Regions from separate parts of the Mus musculus genome. Here all the other regions are linked to region 2. Evidence: chromatin contacts called from public Hi-C data. All regions are on one chromosome and are shown on one strand. Each heading gives the region's core, a stretch centred on a gene start, on an enhancer-like site or on the middle of the called end of the contact. The rest is flanking DNA. Distances are from core to core; before and after follow the strand shown.

Region 1 (4,456 bases), core at 1,686-4,185, 120 kb before region 2:
AGGTATCCTCTCAGCCTGGTGTTTGAGAATTTGAAGAATCGTTAATGTATTTTTGATTAAAAAATCTGGGTAAGTTGAAAGCTTGCCTCACACTTGCCTGCGTATGGCTTTGGCTCTGGAGAGACCCCTCCTTCCTGACTGACATTTATAAAATTGTGGCTTTGCTGACTCAGGATTAGTGATCCTATCAGTTGGGAATTTTAGTATGTTGGATCCTGAAGGCAGTTTTCAGAGACTAGTCATGCACAGAACATGTCAGACATGCCAGGTCCCCGAGTAAATGAACCACCCATCACCTTGCTGGCGTGGCCTTCTTCCAGTGGCCTGCTCCACGGCTGGTCTGGACGTCCGCGGGTTCACTGAGACATTGACTGGGGCAGTTGCCTGTGTCTCAGAAGCATCGTGCAAAACCTAGAGTCACTGTCAGCACACCTTCAGTGCTGTGTAAAAGGCAGGCCCGGGGGATTTGGATTTGTGTGTTTTAAGGAATTAAATAGCTCATAATGCTGAAAGGGAAAGCTGAAGAGGCTGGGAATTGAGTTGTGTAAACTGTTTCACAGGAGACTTACTCTGTCAAGTGCTTAGGATAGTTGCTTGCTGGAACATTAATCACAGATGTTTAAAAATATTGTTTTATAAATATCGAAGTAACCAGAAATATTTTTTTGTTTAGATTTCAGTAGTAGTCAAGTACTATGTTATTAAAACACACACACAAAGTACTATGTTTACAGAAATAAGACTTGAGACTAAAAGTAAAAATGAAGAAAAAAAGAGAAAAAACCCTTTGAGGCCTGGGGGCCAGGGGAGACTTGGTTTTGAAGCTCTGTAGTAGAGTAAGTGCTTAGTGTGCAAGGGGCCCTGGGTTCAATCCCTGGCACCACCAACACAGACACACACACACCTCACGTCATACATACACATGCACACACACACACACACCTTTTAAAAATGCAGGCTAACAAAAGGCATGGCCTCTCAGTGTTTTAAAATTTAAGGACGTCAAACAGGCTGTGGCTTTCTGAGCTAAATTCAGCCCAGAGTAGTATGCCGTGGCTTCACCACACACACAGCCTAGATGACAACCGTCCTGACCTACTATGCTCATTCCTAGTGCTTCTGTTGTTATTTTATGGGATGACCTATTATAAGTATACTCTCTATGTGGAGAATTCATGTGACTCGTTTTAACTAAGGGTCTTTACATTTTTTTTTTCCCTAGTGAATTGGAAACTTTTGCCAGATCATCTACTTTAGAGCCTTACAGGAGTTTCTACTGTTAACATATTAAAAATGAACACTGTGGTCATTTAGATAACACCACATCTTAGGTTCTTTGACACAGAGACCATCCTTTTAAATAAATCCCTCTCTTCTCACTAACCTGAAAGGCTCTTCTTCCATACCTTCTTGAGGTGTTTATAAATCCCTACTGTCAGGGTTGGTACCTATAGATGCCTTGACATTTGAGAGAAAACCACGGATCACTTTTGCCTGACTCTGTTACTTCTCAGTCACTGTGATAAAACACCATGACAAGGCATGTCTAGAAGAAAGGATGAGAGGCTGAAGGGCAGAGCAAAGGCGTGGCAGCAGGAACAGGAAGCAGCAGCCACAAGCACCAGGCAGCGTGAACTAGCAAAAGGAATGGCTTTAAACTCCCAAAGCCCACCTCCAGTGACATACTTCCTCCAGCAAGGCCACACCTCCTAAGGCACCCCAAAGAGTGCCACCCACTGGAGACCAAGCATTTCTGTGCCCAAGATTATGGAGGGCGTCTCATTCAGACCACCAGTGCTCAGCCACCTGAGGAAAATGTAACCAATAAATTTATGCCAGAAAGCTGATACTGTATGTTTGAACTGTAAGTCAATACTGCCATTTTTATTTTAAGGGAGCTAGAACCGGCCATTGGACCTACAAAGCAAGAGTTGTTTACCCCACTTTATACTTAGTCCCAGTGAGAGGACTTTAGAAGCAAGAGCAAAAAGAATACTGTGTCATTGGCTAGATGTGGCAGGGCATGCCTTTAACCCAGCACACAGAAGGCAAAGGCAAGTGGATCTCTGTGAAGTGTAGGCCAACCTGGTACAATAAGTTCCAGGTCAGCTGGGGCGACATAATGAGACCTTGTCTCAAAAATAAAAAGTCAAATTTTAAAATGGGAGCTGGAATTAAACAGAAATATTAGGAGACCATCCTGGATGCTGGCAGAGATGAAGAGGCCCTCTAGGGAATGACAGACCCTGAAGCAGTCTGGAGGAGGGCAGCAAGCGCCCTCGGTTTCTTGGCCTACTCCCCTCTGTATCACTGTCCCCCTCTACAGCGAAGCCTAGGACTTCATCTTCTGTGTGGTTACCCTTGACTGTTTCAGATGTTTGGTCTTCGTCTACCTTTATGAGTAATTAGTATGCTTTAAAGATTTATTTTTAATTATGGATGGGTGTCTGTGTACATGAGTACAGGTGTCTACAAAGCCCGGAGGCGTTAGAGCCTCTGGAACTGGAGTGATCAGTGGTGGTGAGCAGCTGGCATGGGTGCTGGAAATTGGAAGACCACCTCACACCCTTTTAGCAGCTGAGTCATCTTTCTAGTGCCCAAGTGTAGATATCTTTATCCTAAGAAATCAGTTAGGCCTCCCTCACGAAAGCCACAAGGTGTGTGTAGAGGTGGGGAGGCCTTTGGGACAGGTACTTTTCTAAGTTATCCCCTCAGGCTTCCTCTTGATTCTAAACTGGGACGGTCAGCAGCAGATTTCCTATTTTGTGCCAGCCTGGTTATTAATAATGATAGGCTTCTCCACACTAGGAAAGATTAACTCTTTGAACTATTGTGTAATCCCATTGGCATTCATTAGTCTGAAGACCTTGTAGTTCCTGCTGCATCCTCCAGTGTTTATGAGTCCATAAATTACAGTCTGTGGGGAGCTGGCCTCAGCCTCCCTGTTACAGCCCACTGTGGAGCAGCACTTCCTCGCTGCCTGTGATGCCTAGTGGGTGGTGTGTGCAGGTCTGCTGATTGTCCCTCCTCTTGTCGTCTGTGTCCTCTTCTCTGCTCCTCCTTCCTTCTCTTCTTTGTAAGAAGAGAAGCATGGTAAGCATGCAGTGGGTTCTCAGGCGATGCTTTCCTGTGGTCCGTTGACAAGAAATAAATATTAATCTTGTAATCATGATCTCCTAGTCCCAAGATGCTGTCCCTGCAGAAGGATTCCCGAGATGTGTGTGGAGGCACAGTAGCCCTGAGTGCCCTTACTGCCCTTTGCCAGTAGCCTGCTGTTGCCTCCGCATGCTGACAAGCCAACGGAGTTCACTTCTTGGTGTGCGCAGGGAGGTAGTGACACCCACTCCCTGCCACCGTGTGTCCTTTTACACAGCAAAAGTCTTCATATTCAGCCCTTTGAAGTCATAACAGTGGCTTCCAGCAGTTTGCCAACTGTTCCCTGCTAGTGGCTACTACTTGCCCCTTTCCAGCCTTGCTTTCTTACCATCTTTCCACATGAAGATGAAGACCACTTTCCAAGAATGGCCTTCTTGTTTCCTGAAAATGAGAAGAACTATCCCTATAAGTGTTTAGCAACTAATATTTTTAGAATTTGCTTTCTGGTTATTTCCGGTTTGCCTTACACTGGTCTTACCACTTTGCCACAGTGAATGTTTTTACTTCTTATACAACCTTTGAGGTAGGTGTTGTTATGAAGAAACTAAGGCACCAGGCTAAACACCTTGGCGAGGACCATGTGGGTTGTGAGTGACTAGGAGCCAAGCATGTGTCCTGACTCCAGGATTGTTGAGTTTAACCACTACAGTATGCCCTTACCATTCAAGGCAGCTCTGCAGTAAGGAGTTACATGTGGTTAAAAAGAGCTTTAAAAGACCACATTCTTCCAAAATATTAAAGGATGTCATTCATGGCATGTCGCTAAAGGAGAAACAAAGGAAAAATTAGAAACTGAGAAAAGCATTCCAATATGCGTTGGCCTAGGACCTCCACTGAACAGAGCATTCCAGAACATGTAGACTCCCAGTGGCCACAGCACTACCTCACCAGCCCCTGGGTGAGTGAACTATTTTGCCAGAGAATCCCCCGTCAAGCCTCCCCTGAAACACTGCAAACAAATAAGGAACTTAATGGAATGTTGTCTTAAATGCTTTGGTGCTGGGTAAACTCAGTTAAGCACTAATGGTGCAGGTATCTCTGACAGTGTATGATGGAGAGAGAGCCTGAGCTCTCCTGCCCTGAGGCTCCTAGGAGACCATGGGTGAGGTACTGATGGAGAGCAGCAGCGGTCTCACCCAGGCCTTCTAGAGTCTTTTCTTCTTCCTTCCTGTTTTGGAGTTGAATCTGATGAGGTCTTGCGCTCACTAGAGAAGTGCCCCTCTACGAAGCGTCATTGCTAGATCAGGAGTTCTAAGTCTTATGGAGTTCTTTCCACTTAGGAAAAATTACTTGATTTTGC
Region 2 (4,285 bases), core at 763-3,262:
TCTTGGTCCCAAATTTGCTCTGTGAAGCAGAAAGCAGGCAAGTCCTAAGGTAGAGTTAGGACTATGATCAGAGATGTAAAAGAAGTCTGGAGACCAAGGAGACCAAGCAGAGGTCTGGATGACTGTGATATTAGAAAGCTTGGCTGGCTTTCAACCTGAAAGAGCCCCCTTACCTACAGTCCCCTTCCCAAGAGCCCAGCAGCACTGGACTGAGCAGAGAGGTTCTAGCACTGGCTAGATCCTGACTCCCATCTCTGATCTCTATACAGCTTGGACCTATACATGGTGGTGTTTTGAGTAACGTGGCTGGATACCTGGTGAGGCTTCACAGCCAGTAATATCTACAGCACAGTTAAGGAGGAGGGGTCAGACAAGGAGTGCCCTGGAGACCCATAATTCCTCCTGAATATTTGGGCCAGGGAGAGGAGGCAACTCCAGTAGTCATTCTAATGACCCTCAGGCCAGTCTGTGCCCTGTGACCTGGAGACATGTAAGTATCCATTTGGAAGAATGTTTGAAATACACGAAGGCCAAAAATCCACTCCTGCCCCTGCCCCCAGAAGAACCTGATCCTGTCCTCAGGATTCACAGTAAGGGGTGAGATGCCTGTGCTCTCTTTCACAGATTGAAGGCTTGGGACCAAGAGACCAGAAACAAGATAGGCTTACCTACCCTCCCCACCCTCTCTCCTCCTCTCTTCTTTCTCCTGAAGTTCACTGTCTGTATTTCTTACAATCTTGCTGCCTGGTGACAGGAGACACATGGAAGGAGATGAAAAGGACACACAGGGCTTCCTCAGCTTCTACAGCCAGTGGGCTCCAAGTCCAGCCCAGGATATCTTAGTAATAAGGTAACCCCATCACTTTTGAAGGTGACTTGACTATCTGTTCTGCTACATCAGAGCAACCTGAGCCAATCAGACAAAAAAAAAAAAAAAAAAAAAAAAAAAAAAAAAAAAAAAAGCCCACAGAAGAGAACAGAGTGAAACTGCTCATCATAGCCCAGAGGTCTGTCTGGAGAGCCACAACTTGCATACAGTAGAGATCTCTGGAATCCTGCTGGACCAATTGGGTTCTGGCTGCCATACCCTTTAATCTGAAGCTCACTGGGATTGGGTAATGGTAGAGTATCTCAGCTGAGCTGTTAGAACTCAATGTATTGACTGATTTTCTTGACACTGTGGCAGAATGCCCAACAGAAGCAGTTGATAAGAGAGCAGGCTTATTTGTCTCACAGTATTGAGAGGGCACAGTCCACCATGGTAGGAGAAATCATGATGGCAGAAGCATTTGATCGGCTACATTGTATCTATGGTAGAAAGCAGAGAGAGGTGAACATTGGTGCTCAGTTGGCTTTCTTTCCCCATCTCTCTTTTCCAAGGATTTCCTCAAGTCTTTATGTTCACTATAGGAAAAAGATTTTGGAAGCCTGGGATTATAGTAGGAGGGGTTATCCTCTAAACCTTTAGGGATTACAATAACAGGCCAGCCATGACATCTTGTTCATAGGATCAGGGTGTCTGGCTTCCCTCCAAGCCAGAAGGCACAGTGAGAGCTTGTGGGGGTCTTCCTGACTTTGGGATGTCATATGCTACCTCCCCCATAACTGTTGCTCTCCTTGGTGCCTCCCTTAGCCCCAGGCCCAGCAAAGTCTCTGCTTGGTGAACATGTGCAGAGGGAGCCATAGGCACTGGACAGAGGAGATAAAAACCTGGCCCTGAGCTTCCACCTTCTGTAGCTTTGACTTCACTGTCTTGCCTGGCGAAGCTTCTTCTTTCCACCCACCCCACCTGAAAGCCAGGAGCACGGGCGGTAAGGAGATTTACCATCCTTTGAATCTCCTCTGCTTTAGACTGTTGTAGAGTTTTACAACCCAGACAAGCCCAGCATGGACACATTAGATCAGCTTTTTAGCCTTAGCTGCCTGGCCAAGTCTATGACAACACTGCCCTCCTGGGATGACCAACAGCTGCTGGGCCTCAGGGCCACCTCCACAAGCCCTGCCTTCCCGAGAGCTGCCAGAATGATCCACCCAGGCTGGCAGCCTACAGCTCCAGATGTAGAGGCCTCGCCTGCCATGGGCTGGAGACTTTCTCAGCAATTCTGAGGGCTCCTGCCCTTCTATGGATTTCCCAGCACTCCCACGTGGAGCAGTGCAGGGCAATCTGAGGAGGAATCCTGGTAGGCCTGAGTTTTTAATCCCAGCTCCTGAGAATTAGCAGTTGACATGGTGTTTACAAGCCATTCTGCTCAGCACTGGGTGCTGTATTTGCTTCAAAGGACTTGGTTCTCCATCTTGTGAGGTGAGGGACTTCTGACATCCCCATTATACAGAACATGAAACAGAAGCCCAAGGCACATAAGAAGCATGCCCTGGCTGGTTTTCCTGGGCTCCCCCACAGGAGTCTAGACAAGAAGGCCATCATTATTGTTTGCTGATACAGTCACTGAGGGCTAGGACAGGAGCTGAGACATGCTCCCTCCTTGCACACGCTTGTGAGTCTGCTGGACCAGAGCTGAAACTATGTAACAACAGAGTGAGTGACCACCAACCAGGAAAAGCATTCCTGAGCACTTCCTTCCCAGACAGCCTTGGTTTTCCTGGAAGCACTAAACCACTTCCAGCACTGCCATCTCAGATACTTCTGAGTCCTGTGATCAGAGGACCAGCCAGCCTGGATGGACTGCTTGGGGCAAAGGCTCTTTCCTGATGGCACACAGGCTTCCTCAGTCCTCTGGGAAGTCACTATATTAACTCACATACTTCTAGGAAGTGTGTAGAGTCTTGAGGAAATTTCCTTTGATTAAGCTGTTCTAGTTTGGAGCAGCTGAAGCAATGATGCTTATTCTCCATCTGTCTAGAATGGCAGCCCCACTCAGAACTCTGCAAGGTTTGGTGTGATTCTACTATGGCTTCTGCTGAAACCTCTGTGCCTGCTGGAGGAACTCAGTGCTCCTCTCCCAGACGGCCAAAGGCAATTGAGTCTTCAGAGGAATCAGAATCCTGGATAGAGCAATCAGAAGACTCTCAGTCAAAGACTAGCCAATGCAGACAACTCTAGTCAAATGCTAAACCAATCAGAAGCTTCCTCGAGGTTTTTAACGTGGGATGGGAGTGGATTGGGACATCCCAAAAGAAAGAGGCCTACAGCACAACATGGCATCAGTAATAGTGTGGGGGTTTAGTGCCTGTGCGTGGCATAGATCCCAAGTTGAGCGGGTCTCTGGATGGCCTTTCCTTCAGTCTCTACTCTTTTTTTTTTTTTTTTTTTGTCTCTGCATTTCCTTTAGACAGGACAGGAGCCTAGCATGGCTGTCCTCTGAGAGGTTCTACCAGCATCTGACTGAGACAGATGCAGATATAGCCAACCACTGGACTGAGATCAGGGGCCCCTATGGGAAGAACTGAAGGATCTGAGGGGAAATGCAACCCTATAGAAAGAACAACACTATCAACTAACCAGACCCCTCAGAGCTCCCAGGGTCTACACCACCAACCAAGGAGCATACATGGGCTGGTCCATGGCCCCTGCTACATATGTGGCAGAGGACTGCCTTGTCTGGCCTCAGTGGAAGAGGATACCCTTAATCCTGTAGAAACTTGATGCCTCAGGGAAGGAGGATGCTAAAAGGGTGAGGTGGGAGTAGGTGGGTGGGTGGTAGAGCACCCTCTCAGAAGCAAGGAGGAGGAGAGATGGGGTAAAGAACTTGTGGAGGAGGGACCAGGAAAGGGGGCAGCATTTGGACTGTAAATAAATACAATAATTAATAAAACAAAGAAAAGAACAGAGCTGGCTGGCATTTGGGGCGAGAAAAGGTGAGAGTCCTAGTGAGCTGGGTGGCCTGATTCTATTGGTCCCACGGGGGGGGGGGGGACGGGGGACATAGGAAAATCCCAAGATTCGAGTTGGAAAAAGAGACCTTGTTCCAACACTGCTTTGTGGGGGAAACAATCCCCAAATGAAGTTCCTGTGATAGAATTAACTCTAGAAAGTGCCTTCTCCATGTAGCCAATCCCGAAACAGTTTCGGCTAATAGCTTTTACATTCATAAACACAGAATCAAAATCCCTCAGGCCTGAGACAGTGAATCCAACATGTCCTTAATTCAGCAACTGAATTCTATCTCTCTAGCTCTCTCTTCTCTCTTCCACCCTGCTGCTCCTTTGGGACATTAGCATATAGTTTCTCATGAAACCAACACACAACTAACATTTAATTCTTAGCATGCTTTTAGTTGTTCATTTGTGACAGAATTTGCTATGTATGGCCTGCAACTTTCCAGGC
Region 3 (4,747 bases), core at 1,490-3,989, 86 kb after region 2:
GGAACCACATCAAAGCGTCTTCCTGCCCGCAGACCATTTCTGCTCTGAAATGCACTGTTGTTGTGACTTCCATGCTCCTCCCCTGAGGAATTAGGGCACAGAACCCCCCATGGCAATGCTGGACCCCGCAGCAAGCATTGTTAATGAGAAAGGAAGGGTGGGATTGCCCTGGCCTGCCGACATAATCACATGAAGCTGTAGCTTTGGAACAGACCCCAACGGCCCCAGAGTCAATTTCCCTGAAAGCAATGTGAAGCAGAGCTTCCTGGGAGAAGAGACAATGGCTCCCATTGTCTCTGTCACTTCCCCTCCACCCGCCCAGATTAAGCTTCCTCAAGGAGCCACAGCCCTGTGCAAGCCATGTTTGTGGATGTCCAGTCCCACTCCCCAAACCCCCGTGAGAAGCAGTTTCTTTCCCAGTCATTGCTTCCAGACTGGCCAAGCCGGCTAGAGAGGCTAGGCCAGAGCCCAGGGAGATCCGGGAGTAACTTGCAACATGGAACACTGGTGGCTAGTGGTGTCTCATGGGGAGCTGGGAGGCAGCCAGCACTGGCCTTGTTAGACATGCTCAAAGCCTGGGCAGAGGCCAGGGGCTTACATATTCTCCATCCCACCCCCCTGCCTAGCAAGGCCCTGGGAGGAAGCTCTAGAGGGGACAGGTCATGCAGTTAGCCCTCAGGACATTCCTGGAAAGTCTATACCGGAGCCTTCAAGATCAGCTTTTCCCTATGCCGGGGCCTAGCAAACACAGAAGTGGATGCTCACAGTCAGCTATTGGATGGATCACAGGGCCCCCAATGGAGGAGCTGGAGAAAGTACCCAAGGAGCTGGGGGGATCTGCAACCCTATAGGTGGAACAACAATATGAACTAACCAGTACCCCTGGAGCTTGTGTCTCTAGATGCATATGTAGCAGAAGATAGCCTAGTCGGCCATCAGTGGAAAGAGAAGCCCATTGGTCGTGCAAACGTTATATGCCTCAATACAGGGGAATGCCAGGGCCAAGAAGTGGGAGTGGGGGAGTGGGGGAGTGGGTGTGGGAGGGTGTGGGGGACTTTTGGGATAGCATTGGAAATGTAAATGAAATAAATACCTAATAAAAAATAAATAAAAATTTTTAAAAAGATCAGCTTTTCCCTCTTCTTCTTCCTTCCTTCCTTCTCCCTCCCTTCCTTTCGTCTTCCACACACACACACCCTGTCCACCCCTTTCCTTAGTGCTGGAGGAAACCAATCCCAGGGTCCTGAGCATGCCAGGCAAGTGTTGTGCTACCAAGCCACAGCCCTGTCCACAGACTGCATTTTTCCCTAGCACTCTGAGCCAGCAAACCACACTACCCTCTACTTAGCCACCTACCTCTTCCTCAGGGTTGCCCAGTCCCATTGTCTCTGGAAGCTTGCTAGAAGTGATTGCAACTAGAAGAAGATTCCCATCGTCTACACCCGACGTCCTCACACTTATCTCACCTCCGGACTGTGTTCTGAACTGAATGTGGCTGGAGAGCCCCAGATCAGCAGCATGGGACTGGTCCAAAAGAGTGGTGAGGAAGACATGAGAGACAGATGGGGGTCTGTGCTGAGCGTTGGGTACGAACAGGGAACTTGTCCTGAACGCTATGCCTCTGCATCCCACTTGAAGTACCTACGAGGGCTTCTGCAGCATAGCTGTCTGGAATATTCAAGAGCAAGACCTTGGACCCTCTTCTCACTGGTAGGGAGGCCAGCATGTGGATAATCCACCACAGTCAAGACAGATATTTCAATGGTAGGGTTAAGGAAGAGGGAAGGGAAAGTTTGGTGCAGAGGATGGAAGATTCCTGAGAGAACTCTGGCCCTCAGTGGATCCAGGGTCCATAGGAAGGATGATGGAGCACAGCAAGGTGGTAACTTCACTGAGGCATCACCGTAATATCTCATCACAAAGGCTCTTGTACCTTCCTAGGCCTGGTGGAGCTGCCTAACTGTGGCATCCTTGGAAAAGTGTGGCTCCCATTCTGCCATGGCCTGCCGCCTCTTCCGGCCCTCTCCTGCTGCCGTGTGGCATTCAGGCTAGGCATCGGGGAACAGCCGCTGATGCATGGAAATTGGAGCCATCCTTTGGGGCCCCTAGAACTTAAGGTGTCTTGCAGAAGACAGAGATCATTGTTGGATAACAACAGGAGTGAACTGACGCGATAAGTATTTTCTAGTGTGTTTCTTTTTAACTGTAGATCTATTTTAAAAGGCTGACGTGCAAACCCAACCCGAGAATACCTTGGCTCTGGCTCAACTCGATGAAACTAAAAAATGATTTAGTGTCATGTCAGGCTGTTGCATAGTAAAGTGGTGCCATGCCTTCGAAGAAACCAGTTCAGATCCTGAAAAGGCCTTAGGCAAAGTTAAAGTTGTAACTCACATTTCAAGGGAGCAACTGTAAACACGTTCCCCAGTGTGTACAGCAGCCAGGACTCCTAATGACACTCCGTAAAGGCTCTTTGCCCCAGACTAGGGAGCTCTTGTTTTCTCCTCCCCTTCTCAAAGCGCATATTTTCTCAACAACATCTCAACATCCCAACCACACAGGGACGTTCCTGAGAAGGAAACATTTGAGGCTGCATTGGCTTGTGGAACTCGGCTGCATGCATGGTTCCTGGTTTACAAAGGCAATGATTTCACAGGAAACCTGAGTTTCTAACACTCAGGGTAGAGGGGGACAGGCAGGGAGCCTGTGTATACATGGGTATGGTCTCTCTCCAGCTGTGCAGCCACTGCGGAGGCCTCTCTGTATGGAGCCGCTAATGGACAATGCCTGGGCCCTGAGCCCACAGCAGATGTGCTGAGGAACCGAGCCAGGAAGGGCTGAGATGTAGCTGACAGAGGGACACAAAGGGCCTGAGAAGCCTAGCAAGGTAACCACAGGCGGAAACCTAGAGAAAAAAAAAAAAAGAAGAAGAAAGAAAGAAAAAAAGAAAGAAGACATTCCCACCATTCCCCAAAATGGGGCTAACATGATGCAGCCCTTTTCCTTGAAGTGGGCTTGGCAGGACTAGCTGTTGAAAGAAAAAAAAAAGAAGAAGAAGAAATCAGCATGTTTTACATTTGTCTGGCCTGCATATCTAGATGAGCTGGCTCCAGACCCCCTCACACACAACACTGATGTGGGAGAGGGGAACAAAGGGCACGGCGGACAGAGTGAAAGAGAGACGTTTGAAAATATTTCTCCCATGCAGTTATTAAATTGAGTTTGTAAGCAGGTAGTAGCCTTTAGGATCCTCCTGAAGTTCTCACATCTGCTGCTGGGGATGGGGGTGGGGAGGGCCTGCCTACACCTCTCAGAGACCACCTTCAGCTTTAAAATGGTCCAGTACCTCTGGTGTTGAGGGTTCCTGTTTCCTGATTCGTCTTATGGAGCCTCGGTCCCTTACTTCCTTCATCTTCTGCCTTTTGCCATAGAATTAGACAAGATCCCGGGATATCACAAGTCAGGGCCTGGGAGAGATTACCTGTGCACCGCTCTGAGTACGCACACAGGAGAAGCACCCGCTACCTGTGCGTATGACGGGGTCAGATCAGCCTGAACACCTGCCGCAGGTTCAGGGAAGGAGCTGCCACAGGATTAGACTCTGGGATGAGTCTTATTAGGGGAGGGCCTTGAGCTCACAGGGGCTGTGGCTGGGCCTTAAAGTGGGGGAGTGACTTAGGGAGATACAGCATCACATCACAATGGGGTCCCCAGAGGAAGAGAAGGAGAGGGCCTCCCCTTCAAAACCCAAGAGGAGCTGGGATAGGAGTCGGGACCCTGAGGGAGAGAAGCAGACCTTCAGGTCCAGAAAGGAGCTGCATTGAGAGACAGACACCATCCACTGCATGATGATGGAGTAAGAAAAGTACCTTCAACTCCCTGAAGAAAAACGTGGGAGAATAAAGAGGGTTTCTGGCTTTTGCTTTTAGAGGGGGTGAAATGGCAGAGGGATAACAGGGGGAGTTCCACACCACATGACCTAACCAGGCCTAGCCTACCTGCCCAGGGACATGGATCCAGGCATTAGATAGCACCCTAAACTCATCTTATGGTTACAAGGGGGTTGGGGTAGACTAGGCTCATGTCCCCTACCCATCCCATCCCTGTCCCCATGTGCAGTAGCCACCACTTCAAAGGCCAGTCAGCCTTTTGGCAGATTGGGGGTGGAACACATGGCCTATTTTCTGAGGAGAAAGAGGGGAAACTAGAGAGCCTGTGACCTCATACCTGGGACTTAGTACCTCTAGTCCTCACAGTGGGACTTATATAGGTACTTTGTGCTAGGTCCCATGACTTCTGTCACATGACAGACAGCCCCAAACTCCCTAGCATTCGCCAGTCTTTCTTAGGGTCCTAAGGGCAGAGTTGATCTCAGCTCACATGTCCCCTGCTGGTCTTGCCTGGAGTCTCTCACTAATCATAGTCATCCAGGGTGGCTTGACTTACCTCTCTGGAGTCTCAGTAGGAATAGCTCAGTCAAGATATTGGAACAGTTGTATCCGCCTCTCTCTGGGATGGTGGAGCCTCTTTCTTCCAACATGGCTTCTTCATGGAGTTACTCCTGAGAGATATCTGAACTTCTTACATGGGGGCTCAGGCCCACAAAAGTGCAGAGGAAGACACAGGAAGTCCTTAAAGATTAGACTCAGGTGGATGTGGCATCCCCAGTGTGTTGTAGAGCTGAGGCAGTGCAGGGGTGAAGCCACCCCTGAGTTAGCATGGGAAGGAGGGACTGCACACGGATGTG

Evidence for each region. Hi-C and Micro-C count contacts between places; a contact is called where the count stands out from the background.
Region 1: a contact with region 2 is called in a Hi-C map of uterus, with 4 times the contacts expected there. The contact joins two enhancer-like sites. A contact is called at or near these places in 15 of 484 Hi-C or Micro-C datasets (3T3-L1-derived adipocytes, the C2C12 cell line, adipose-derived mesenchymal stem cells and 7 more), 2 of 115 datasets of contacts at active chromatin or transcription factors (embryonic stem cells and fibro-adipogenic progenitors) and 3 of 9 other capture datasets (adipose tissue, embryonic stem cells and pancreatic islet).
Region 3: a contact with region 2 is called in a Hi-C map of uterus, with 2.3 times the contacts expected there. The contact joins two enhancer-like sites. A contact is called at or near these places in 14 of 484 Hi-C or Micro-C datasets (the 3T3-L1 cell line, the C2C12 cell line, the HPC-7 cell line and 7 more), 2 of 115 datasets of contacts at active chromatin or transcription factors (embryonic fibroblasts and embryonic stem cells) and 1 of 9 other capture datasets (embryonic stem cells).

What each region holds. Positions count from the first base shown.
Region 1 is chr7:66,649,565-66,654,020 of GRCm38.p6, reverse strand. All of the region lies in intron 5 of Asb7 (ankyrin repeat and SOCS box-containing 7), which reads left to right. Among named protein-coding and RNA genes, the nearest start is that of Asb7, 38 kb to the left of the region's middle. Within about 2 kb of position 2,935, at least 47 of the 459 cell types and tissues checked have an H3K27ac peak or open chromatin away from gene starts, as enhancers often do. A contact at or near this core is called in uterus, where this site is marked.
Region 2 is chr7:66,526,803-66,531,087 of GRCm38.p6, reverse strand. No RefSeq gene overlaps it. Among named protein-coding and RNA genes, the nearest start is that of Gm33570, 53 kb to the left of the region's middle. Within about 2 kb of position 2,012, at least 23 of the 459 cell types and tissues checked have an H3K27ac peak or open chromatin away from gene starts, as enhancers often do. A contact at or near this core is called in uterus, where this site is marked.
Region 3 is chr7:66,440,728-66,445,474 of GRCm38.p6, reverse strand. No RefSeq gene overlaps it. Among named protein-coding and RNA genes, the nearest start is that of Gm33515, 14 kb to the right of the region's middle. Within about 2 kb of position 2,739, at least 30 of the 459 cell types and tissues checked have an H3K27ac peak or open chromatin away from gene starts, as enhancers often do. A contact at or near this core is called in uterus, where this site is marked.